2 separate regions of the Gossypium hirsutum genome follow, and region 1 is linked to region 2. The links are chromatin contacts, called in public Hi-C maps. All regions are on one chromosome and are shown on one strand. Each heading gives the region's core, a stretch centred on a gene start, on an enhancer-like site or on the middle of the called end of the contact. The rest is flanking DNA. Distances are from core to core; before and after follow the strand shown.

Region 1 (5,703 bases), core at 469-2,968, 160 kb after region 2:
CGGAACCTGTCCTTTGATGTTGCATAAAGCATCTTGGAACGGATCCTCGAAACAGAAGGAGACCTGCAGAAGAACAAGGTGAAACCAAGGTGATGAGCAGAAAAGCTCCAACAAGTCGATGACAAGAAACTAAAACTAATTCCATGATTTTCACACTCAAAGAACTTGAGTTTCTGAACCTTAAAGAGAAAGCAAAGCAAAATATTTGACTTAATATTACAAAGCTTTGTACTTCAAATGCAGCCCAAATTAATGGAATGGGATTACTTTGCAATTGAAAGAGGAAACTGACCACGCAATAAAAAAGATCTTGCTCTTCTGACAATTCTCGGAAGTCACAAAATCGAAGTCATAAACTGCATAGCGGCAGTCACTCTCCGGCAATGAGGCTGCGAAATCATCATAGCTCTCTGTCGGACCTCCAGTCTTTTCAACTATGACCTCCTTTTTCTTCTCATCAATCTTGAAGATAACATATCGGAACACCTTCTTTCTCTGCAGTTCCAGGTACGTGCTTTTGCTGTGTTCAGCCACTCCCATGCCCGATGATGCATTTCCCTGAAAAACCAGAAACAAATGCTCAATGTTTAATGGTTACTCCAACCAAAATTGATTAGTATTGACTTCTTATATTAAAGAAAAATCATTCCATTTTTAAGCAAAAAAAGAAAACTTCGTTCAATAAATCCAAAAAACCTTGGCTTTGGCATCAGATACATACCCGTATCTGACACTAGAATCTAACATAATTCAACATCCTAATCTAGGTTCAAATCATAATGCCCATATATTTACAACAAGATACAGAGCTAGGATTGTAATTGAAGAAGAAAATGCACAATAAAAATTAAAGTGTAAAACAAATCTGATCTAATACTCAACTATTTCATGAACTCAAACATGAAAAACAAATCCAAGAACAGAATCTAAAAGCTAAGATCTAACTAGCCAATGGAAGATTCAATCTTACAAACGCATAGGAAAAAAAAACCCAATAAACTATAACAAAAATAGAAGCTGCCCATAGAATCAACTTTGTTTAAGTTTCAGCAAGGAAAAAAAAATCAACTCATTTTTAGCTAAGACAAAGAAACTGAAAAGAACCCAAACTGAACCAGATCTTAATTAATGGAACTGTAAAACAAATCTAAGCTAATAATCCATTATTCCATGAACCCAAAAATGCAAGAACTAAAACTAAAAGCTAAGATCTAACTAGCCAATGGAAGATTCAATCTTAGAAAAATAAAAAAATAAAATATGAACAAAATAGAAGACACCCATATAATAAAAACCTCAACTTCGTTTAAATTTCAGGGTGGAAAAACAAAAATTCAACTTAATTTAAGCTAAACCAAAGAAAACAAAAAGAACCCAAACTGAATCAGATGTAAAACAATGAAAAGAAAGAGAGACATACTCCTCTAAAAGACATAGCTGCTTCAAATGAAGATATTGGGAGAATGAAGAGAAAAAGACTTCTTATGGAGAGAAAATAAGGGGAAAAAGCAGCCACCAAAAAGGAGAAATGGAAAGAAAATTTTTTGAAACTATTTTGAAATTTTAATTAAAAAAAATAAGGATTTTTTATTCTGATTCTTTTGAGATAAACATGGTAATTAAAGCGTATCTGTGCGTGTTTTGAGAGGCAAGGAAGGAGGCGCGTGGTGTTCGATTCTTTTCTTACAATGACGCATCATCTTCTTTGCGGAGGTAGCCGTTTATCATTTGGCTTTTCAATATTTTAATTTCATTTTGGCATAATTGCAAAAAAAACCCTCAACCTTTAGGAGCTTTTGGATATATGCCCCAAACTTCTTTTTTTTTTCTGATTTTGGCCCTCAACGTAACGGATTTTTCAAACATCAACTCAGTTAAAACGGTAACCATCAGATGACTGTTAGTCAGTAGCCGGTCAAAAATTTGGTTATGTGGTGTTCTAATTGAGTGATGATATGGTAGACATTTAAATAATAACGTTGACGTGGCAAAAAAATTAAACAAATTTAATAAACATAAAACAAAAAAACCCTAAATCCCTCAAATCATCTCAAATCATCTCAAATCCTCAAATTCAAAACTTTCCCCAAATACTAAAATCCCTAATTCGTCAAATTCCCTAAATCGTGAAACCTCTAAATCGTAAAATCCCTAAATCTATAACATTTGAAATCTTCGTTGAATCTCTAAAATCTTCAACAGTTTCTTTTTTGAATCATTGATTGAGGGATTTTTCTACATCCTTAATCCCTTATAACCAAATTGTGAAATCCTTAATCTTTTTAGAAATTTTTATTTTTTTCCACTGTCGTCTAAAATCATGGATTCACATAGTTCCAATAGTCAATAAAATATCACATTGCGAAGAAAAAATCGTCATATGCAATACTTCATTGCGAAGGGAGTATGTCTACGATGGACCAGCAGTAAAATATCACTACAATAAGTTAGCTCTAAGAGATACTTCATGGAGCGATTTAAATCCGAGTAGGAGATTTTATGGTTGTTCAGATTTTCGGGTAAGTGAAGATTTTTTATTTGCAAATTGAGCTTGAGTTCAATTTTGATGATTTCATAAGTCTCATAATTTGTTTTGTTTTCAATTTGGATCATTTCAATTTGGTTGAATTAGGGTTTGTTTGTAGGACAATGGTTGTGATTTCTTCAAGTGGTACGATGGGAAAATGTGTAACAACGCAACTGACTTACTGCGTCAATTGCATGACAGTGAATGAAATCTTTTGAAGGATAATTTAGCACTTAGAAAAAATGTTATGGATTTGGTTACATTTGATGGTAACCATAATGGCAGCACTAGTGTTGTTGACATTGAGGTTGAAGGAGGTATATCAGTTTATGGTGTTGAAGGAGAAGTAGCATTAAGGAAGAAAATGTTGACCATGAAACAAAAAATTAAAGTTATTGAGAAAGAGAAGTCAATGCATAAGATATTATTTTCTTACTCTATGTTATGTATTGTCTGCATCACCATAGGTTGCTTTTTTGGCAGTAGTGGTAAGAGGCATATGCAGCTAGCAGTTGCAAATGTTGATTGAATGTAAAATGATCCAACATATGTTTGTTTATGTTTGGAACTAATGACCAATTTTAGTTGTTTTTTTATGTAATTTAACATTATGCTTGGAAGTAATGACCAATATTAGTTGTTTATGCTTAATTTAATTTAGCTTAGTAAATAATGCAGTGACAATAAACATAAGACTAAAAGGACAAATTTGATCATTTAAGCATATGATTTCCCCATTTCAATTTGGATAAATATACATTACAAAAGCATATGATTAGCCTATACACTATTCATGCTATACCAGCCAAAAACCAGAATGTGAGTGAGCTATACATGAACCATAAAAAAAACCAACATATTGGCTTTCAATACAACAAAATAACATTCAACATTGGTGTATTCCAAAACCAGAATGTTGTAGGCTCAAAATGTGACTAATATCTTGTATTCCAAAACCAGAATGTTATAGGCTCAAAATGTTGTAGGCAGAATACCTTACACCGTCCTTTTGGGATCACGAGCTACCACGAGATGGTTTTGCGAAATAGAAAATATATACAAGATAAATGTTGTAGGCCAAGCTAGTTTTGGCACATATAACCAACATATGAGATGCAAATAGATAAATGAAATTATGCCACACTGGATAAAATGATTTGCTTGACAAAGGAACTTCGCAGACAGAAAACTGTTGCAATAAGAGACTTGTGTTGTATGACCTATTTGCAGAAGGTTATGTGCACAGTCATGAAGTGAATTATGGCATGGTTTAGCATACAACATAAAGAAAAGGATAGCATCCCCAGTTCTAGAGAAAACACAGCAGATATATATAATGAAGCTGCATTATTTCCATGTAAGATTGCACAAGTTCAATAGCTATTGTGAATCACAAGACAAACAACAGAAGTCATTCAAAACAAAATAACAATAATTTACTCATGTTTCCTACAATTGATTCTTGTGTTTCCAGATGGTCGAGAGGAGCTTTTCGCTTGTTGTTTCGCGACTTGGGTGTTGAAAAAGTTTTTCCATTACCATCTTGGCATGAAGCTATCGTCATGCTCCTTGTGGTTCTACCAGACTATAAGAGTATTTTATATTAAATAATATACAATGTTTGATCAATAGTAAAACGAAGAAACTCAGATAAAATGTTTGCTTTCCCTTAGATTTATCTGAGGTAGTTGACCTTTTAATGAAAGATTTCCCTTTTTGTTTGGGTGGTTGTGCATCTTGCTGCAAAATATGGACTATAATCATTGGTTAGACAAAATAAAATAAAAAATTTACTTAATATATATAATTGAAGAACAACATTGTACTTGTTTCGAATTTGTGTAAGACAGCTTGTTATGGCCATGTTGGCCACATTGAGTGCATGTCATGAGTAGACCTTTTGAAACACACCTCACTCGTATCCAACGCCAGGACAGGGTTCGAGGTATTACCAGACTTAAACTCAACCAACTACATAAAATCGGGCCGTAAAATTTTGATCAATTCAAAACATTTCATTTCACATACATTTTGTCCCTTAAACGGGTTCTCGATGCCCAAAACATGCATTAGAGACGGTTTGGGACTAAACCGATAATTTAAGAAAAACTTGGAAAAATTTCATGCTTTAAGGCGCTACAAACCTGTGTAAGTATAGAGCATACGCCCGTGTGCTAGGGACACGCCCGTGTCCTAAACCCTTGTTCAAAAACCTGGACATTCTGCCAATTTGGTCATGAACAAATTGAAACCACACGGCCAAGGCACACGCCTGTGTCCTATGACTGTGTCCTTCACACAGCTGAGACACATTACCGTGTCTCTTGCCCGTGTGCATACTACCATGGATACTAACTTGAAAAATTTAGGTGTAGGGGACACACGGCTGGACAACACGCCCATGGGGGTGGACCGTGTGTCACACATAGCCTAAACACACGCCCGTGTGTTTACCCGTGTGGACAAATACAAGGCTATTTTCCAAGCCATTTTATCACCCTCACAACACATGCACACATACTTATACAATAGCATACAACATGGCAAAATTAGGCACTTAAACATTCCTAACATGTCATGACCATGGCAATTTCACATGCAACCAATATCATAGATTTTACCTTCATCTTTACCACATTGATGCTATAGCTATCAACATGTCATCAAAACTCATTTTCATCACTAAGCATTCATGATCATATCCACATACCATTCATACCAAGCCATTAAAGACTCTTCATAAATAAATAGGTTTACCAACCCCATAATCAAAATAAGCCAATACATTTGGCTAAATAAATATCACATACTCAAATATTTAAACTCCTATACATGCCATAGACTCAAAGTACTTGAAATCACTTACACCAATAGCAATAGCTTGGCAGTGTGATAATATCTCTGACGAACTCCAACCCGAGCTAACTTGGCAACACTAGAGAACATGGGAAAGAAAGGGGGGTAAGCTTTACACTTAGTAAGTTCATATGAAAACAATAAGCAACTCATTAACATGCTTTTATCAATATTCCTAACCTATTCTCAAGTTCATGATAAGTTGTCTTCTTGTACAATAGTCAATAAAATATTTATATCTGGAGTTAAAAAACTCAAAATTAAGTTCTGTAATTTTCCTTGAAACTATACTCATTTAACTTTCTACCATACAATTTCCT
Region 2 (6,199 bases), core at 520-3,019:
TTCAAGCAAATTGTTCGTGCTAGTGCACCAAACTGACTCCATAGCATTGTGATGCCCACAAATTCAAGTTGTCAAATCTATCTATGTTAGCACATCGAGCCTGTACCCAAACACCTGATCGATAAAAAAGTCATAAGGTTTTTTTTTTTCCTTTTAATATCGCAGTGACTCTTGGTCAGCCCTAATGATATTAAGTCATATTTTTACCTGCCTGTACTCACTTTTTACCCTGAATTCTCATATTTTACCTTGCTTTACTTTACTAACTTCTCCCTTGTCCTAATCCAAGTATTAGGTTAGAATCGAATTTGAGCTATTTCTAATATATACATACATATAGATAAGGATGAGTTCGGAGAAATTTTTGAACCAACAGAAATATTTTTCTTTTATTTTCTATCATAATAATAAATTGAAATTTAAAATAATTATAATATTTCATTTGGAATCATTAGTTAAAAAAGTGACATAAAATAAAAATTGAGATAAGTTATGATAATTATACATTTAAAAATATTATAATTTAATTTATAATTATTATTTTGAAAAAGTTTAATGTAAACGAATGTGTTGCAATTTTAAAATAAAATTATTACTTGAATGGAACTCTTAGCATAAAATATAATTATTATAATTTTAATTTAATTTAGAATTATTAGTTAAAAATAATTATAATTTAATTTTGAAATTATTATAAAAAAGACTTTTTATTTTTTTAAAATGTGTTACTTTTATTTATGTAAAATATAATTATTAATTGAATAGAACTCTAAACATCTTAGTTATCACTTAATTAGTACTAAAGTTATATATCAATTAACATCCAGTAGTTAGATATATTCAATCAAGTAGTTTCTAAGAAAAAAATGGAGATTTTAAGCAATAAAAAGTTAGAATTATATAAAAAAGAATGGAGCAAGCAATGGTTCTTCGAAAAGGTAGTATTGAATCATATTAAAACAACAATTGCACTAGAGAGAGATAGAATATTATTTTAATTGAAGATGAGGTAATATAATATTATAATATTATATTTTAAACTTTTTTGTAAATTGTTTACACTATGCGAAGCAAACAAACGTTATGAAAATAAAATCAAATTTTAACAATTATTTTTTAATTTTTATATTAAATATGATCATTAATTTAGTGTAAATATCTTTTATTTTTAAATTTTTATATAGTTCCAAATTTTTGTATTATTTCAATAATTTTATATAATTCAATTTTTTATTTTTATTATTTTATTTTCACAATTACTTTTTCAAAATCAATTGACCTTTACTATAAATTAAACTAATCCTCATTTAATGAGTACAAATATATGTTAGAAAATATATGAATTAAAATAATATAAAATCACGTGTAGTAACATTAAAAGTTATTTCTAATAAATGAAAAATAGTCCTTGAATTTAAATCAACATAACATATATAACTTGTCATTGGTGCAGACAGGTTCGGGGAGTATGGCCTATGGGTGGTGGTAGAGAGAAAGTAACAGCGAAATCTTAGGGTGGTCCGAGAAATGAGATTGTTAAGTCCTGATTTAATGTGCTGAGTTCAGTTGATGGAGAGGAAAATGGCAAAGATTTGAGGGGAGAGGATTTTGTGGATCCTAACATTAAACAGAATCGTTCTACTAAAAGGGGTAAGGGTAGTGGTGGAAGAGATATTTTTAAAAAAGCTAAGGTAAAATCTGGGCAAAGTTTTAACGTGGCCCAGGGGAATAAAAAAGGGACTATAGGGCCTAGTGGTAGTCAACAGGCCGGGCGGGAAAGTATTCATTTGAAATGGGTTGTTGTTGGTACTAAGGCTCAAAGCAAGGAAAATGTCTAAATGAGTGAGTTGGGCTTTTTTAATTTAATTAAACTGAAAAATAAGAAAGGATGTTGCCAATTTTGTGTGGCAAGGACGGACAAGAGGTTTCGACCCAACCTAGAGAAGACATTAAAACTGCAGAACTGGGCTCGCTTGTTCAGGATCGGGCTTTAAAGGAGAATGGTTTGATGGACCAGAATAGAGACAAACCAATACACTCAGATTTTGATCTTCCTTATTCTCCCTCAACTATTGATTTTGTTTTGGGTAATGATGGTGTAGCAGGGGATCGGGTTTTAGGTGTTTTTCAAGGCATGACTGTTACTCATTTTAATCCGACTTGCGATGACCATAATGAGATGGAGGCTGTACTGAAGGATGAAGTATTGGATCCAAATAGGCATTCGACATGTTTGATAAAACTCTTAGTTACAAAATTCTTAGTAAACGAATCCATAAGGTTATCTTTAGATGTTATTTTCATCACATCTATAATTCTTTCAGCTACTGCCTCTTGTATCAAGTGATACTTTCAGTCAGTATATTTCGTCTTGCAGCACTGTTATCACAATACAGTGTTATATCTTTTTCTATATCAGGAATGACTTCAAGATCGGTTAAGAACTTTTAAAGCCATATTGTTTCTTTCGTTGCCTCAGAAGCAACCATATACTCGACCTCTATAGTAGAGTCAATAGTGAAAGTTTTTTTTACACTTTTTCATACTATGGCTCTAAGGCCTAGAGCGAATACATTTTCTAACATCTATATTAAAAACTTTTATTTCAATATTTAATATTTTAAATGTGTTTGATAATCATTTTAATTGTTTACTTAATATAAAATTTTCAATAAAAAGTGTTGAATAAGATAAATAGTAGGTTACTTATTACTTAAGGTAGAAAATATTAAATTATTTTTATTCATTAAAAAATTGAAATAAATGATTTTTTTGTTAAAAGAATTTAGATATTTAAATTACTATATTTAATTTTTCATCCAAAATGATATAAAATATTATATTAATATGTAAAATTTAAAAAAAATAATTTATAAAAAATTAGAATTTATTTCTATAAAATAACATAATTATATTCAGTACTTACATTTACTAATTTATCAAATAATTTTTAATATAATTTAATATTTATAAAATTTAACCATAAAAATTAATTCTTAATTTTTCAGCACTTAAATTTTTAATTTACCAAACACACCTGACACTTTTAATATAAAATAAAAAAATAAATGGAGAGAGAAAAACTATTGATGTGAAAGGGGTTTATTTATTTATTTTTAGAACGAGAGTAATATAGTTTAAATTTGTGTTAAATAATTGTTTAATAAAAACTTTAATTATCATTTTATACAAATTAAGATAATCTATAGGAGTTGATTAAAGAATTAATGGATTACTTTTTAAAGAGGTGAATAACTAGGAATTAAATGTGTGACATAAACAAGAGACGAGGTAAATAACCTGTGAAAATAAACGTCCATCTTCTTAGATTATAAAGCAGTCATGACCGAAAAGCTCGACATTGATCTCCACCATCCGCAATCAATTTATTTTTTACTTTTGATCCAAGCTTTCATGAGTTTAATTTCCTAACGTTGGATACTGTACAATTATATGATATACATATAATTTTAAATAAAATAAAATATGGTAATATGAAGTGATTATTATAAAATATTTTAACTTCAATTGTAACATGAGAAAAATAGAATTTTTTTAAAAGAAAATACTAGAATTATGAACAATAATAATACAAATACACGACGTATAGTTTAAAGGATAAATAAATCACTATAAAAGGAAAAACTAATAGTAACTGCAAGTCTGCAATATTTCATAAACAAACTAGAAATGTATCAGCTTGATCAAATCGCTAAAATTTGCATCCCAACCCACCATCATCACTTAACGATGAATATTGATCAATCATGGAAACTATCGAAATCCCTAATAAACTCACCACATCAGTGAAGCGCAAAAGATCAAGTCTCAAATGGCCTATCCTCCTCATCATCTCGAATCTATTACCATCACTATAATATATCATAATAAAACCCTTCAAAAACTGTTCCTAGTAAATTTGGCGGCACCTTTATATTGCCAAATCTCATGTATATGTCAAAACATGACTAGAATTTTAAAAGAACAAAAATATGTTTTCTTTGAAAAGAAAGTGGACAAAACAAAATCACAAAAAATATGGACAAAATAAAACCATGTGGATTGAAATTAAAAACAAAGTAAAACTATGAAAATTGTCGAGACCATTTTTAAAATTGAGTTTTGGAAAAAGGGAATCGACTTTAAGAGAAACGAAAATGGGAGTTGCCACCAATCTTTTTAGGTGCGATTGGATCACCTTTAAAACATTTTGTTTTAAAATCATTAGTTTTGATCTACAAAATAAAAAGAACGGGTTCGGGAGTCGGTTACTTACGAGGAAGGATTAGCACCTTCGTAACGCCTAAAAATTGGTACCTAATTAATTATCAAATGTCTTTAAGGTTGGAAATTTTAAAAATTTTAAGATACAATCCTCTTTAAAATATTTTGATTTTGAAAATTGGGATTCACTTGTATCAAAATATTGACATTAAGTTAGCCTTTTTGGAAATCCCTATCTGGAAACGACAAAACGCCACATCCAGTAAGTTAGGACACAACGCTTTGAAATTCCAAGACAGTTGCTCGTATTTTGAAAATCTTAAAAAAAAAATTAGAAGGGTACTTGACTATTCGAACTCAACGAGAAAAGTTGCAACCCAATAGGCACTATTTTTCTCGAAGCTTCCAAATACCAAGCATTGCCTTTTTATTTTTGAAAACTTTGAAGTCTCTTTTTTTAAAACCGATGCATGAAGGAGCATATTAACATAACATACGAGATAACATGTTATAATAATAGGTAAGTAAAAGCATAACAGCATAAATATCATACACTAATCAACATATATAAGAAATAAAACATGACAATATTTAAATAAGAAAAATATACATAAAACACAATGCATATTTAAGAAGAATAGGTAAAAATCCCTAAACATATAATTCAACATATATTTAAACATAAATGACGCATGATATACAATTTTAACACATATATAAAAAAAATGCATTTGAAAATAAATTATAAAAGTCTAAGGTATTACATAACATATAAAATACATAACATAGCAATAATACATTAATTCTAAAGTAAAAGCAAATATCGTATAATAATAAAAACATAAGTTTTAAAAAAATATATGTATAATACAAACGATTGATAAATAGAATGAGCATATATAAAAAAATGTGATATAATAAATAATAATAAAAATATTTATAAGAATAATAATTATATAAAAATATAAAATATAATGGTTTAGAAAAACATAATGTATAAAATATCAAATATGAAAGAATTTATATTTATAATAAAATAATTGTATAAGTTTAGAATAATATGAAATAAATAATTAATGATGAAATATACGTATTACAAATTATTATATTATAATATCTTCAAAATGTGTAATAATAGAATATAAGTAAAGTAATTATTAACATATAAATAAAAATAAGTATATAATACAAGTTAAAACTTTTAATGGTAATAATATATTGATAAAAATATATATAATGGTATAAAAGATGACATAATAATATAAAATAATTATAATATATAATATGAAAGTATATATGTAAAAATAATATATAATATATATAAAGAATATAAAGAATACGTAATACAAGTAAAAATATAATAATAATATATAAATAATAATGTAAAATAATAATAGTTTGTAAAAAATAATATATAATAAATAATAATAATATAAAATAATGTATAATAAAATAATTATATAATATATAATATAAAGATATATAAACATTATGTGATAAAAATATATTATAATAAATAATAAGTAATGATATATGTTAATTAATATGATAATAGAAAGATATGAAGTAATATAATATAATAAAATATAAGTAAATAATTTAAAGATATATAATACGTATATTCATATTAAAATATAATAGTATATGTATAAAGTTTAAAATAAATAGGTCATAAATAGATTAAAAGGGATAAAAAGGATTAAAATTTTTAAAAAAATGAAAACTTTGGGCTAATTAAAAGAATATAAAAAGAATCTGAGCCAATTAGGAAAACACATAAAAACTGAGGGACTTACTGGGCAATTGGCCCTAATCCCAAAACGCTACCGTTTCTCCAGAATACTATTTAAAATCACCATTTGGACTAGATTGGAACATAGGTAAACTGCTAGGGCCAAATTAGAATATAAATAAAATAAACTTATAAACATTAAAAAAATCGAAAGGACTAATTGAGTAATCAACCCAATTTTAA

The links. Hi-C and Micro-C count contacts between places; a contact is called where the count stands out from the background.
Region 1: a Hi-C map of leaf shows a contact between it and region 2, with 2.4 times the contacts expected there. The contact joins the promoter of LOC107888903 here to the enhancer-like site in region 2. A contact is called at or near these places in 4 of 34 Hi-C or Micro-C datasets (all in leaf).

The regions. Positions count from the first base shown.
Region 1 is chrA09:55,229,077-55,234,779 of Gossypium_hirsutum_v2.1, forward strand. It overlaps LOC107888903 (actin-depolymerizing factor), which reads right to left and starts at 1,719. Exons shown (of 3, transcript XM_016813171.2): 1 at 1,421-1,719; 2 at 293-558; 3 at 1-63. The coding sequence starts at 1,435.
Region 2 is chrA09:55,073,367-55,079,565 of Gossypium_hirsutum_v2.1, forward strand. No RefSeq gene overlaps it. Among protein-coding and RNA genes, the nearest start is that of LOC107888863, 9.0 kb to the left of the region's middle. Within about 2 kb of position 1,770, at least 3 of the 9 cell types and tissues checked have an H3K27ac peak or open chromatin away from gene starts, as enhancers often do. A contact at or near this core is called in leaf, where this site is marked.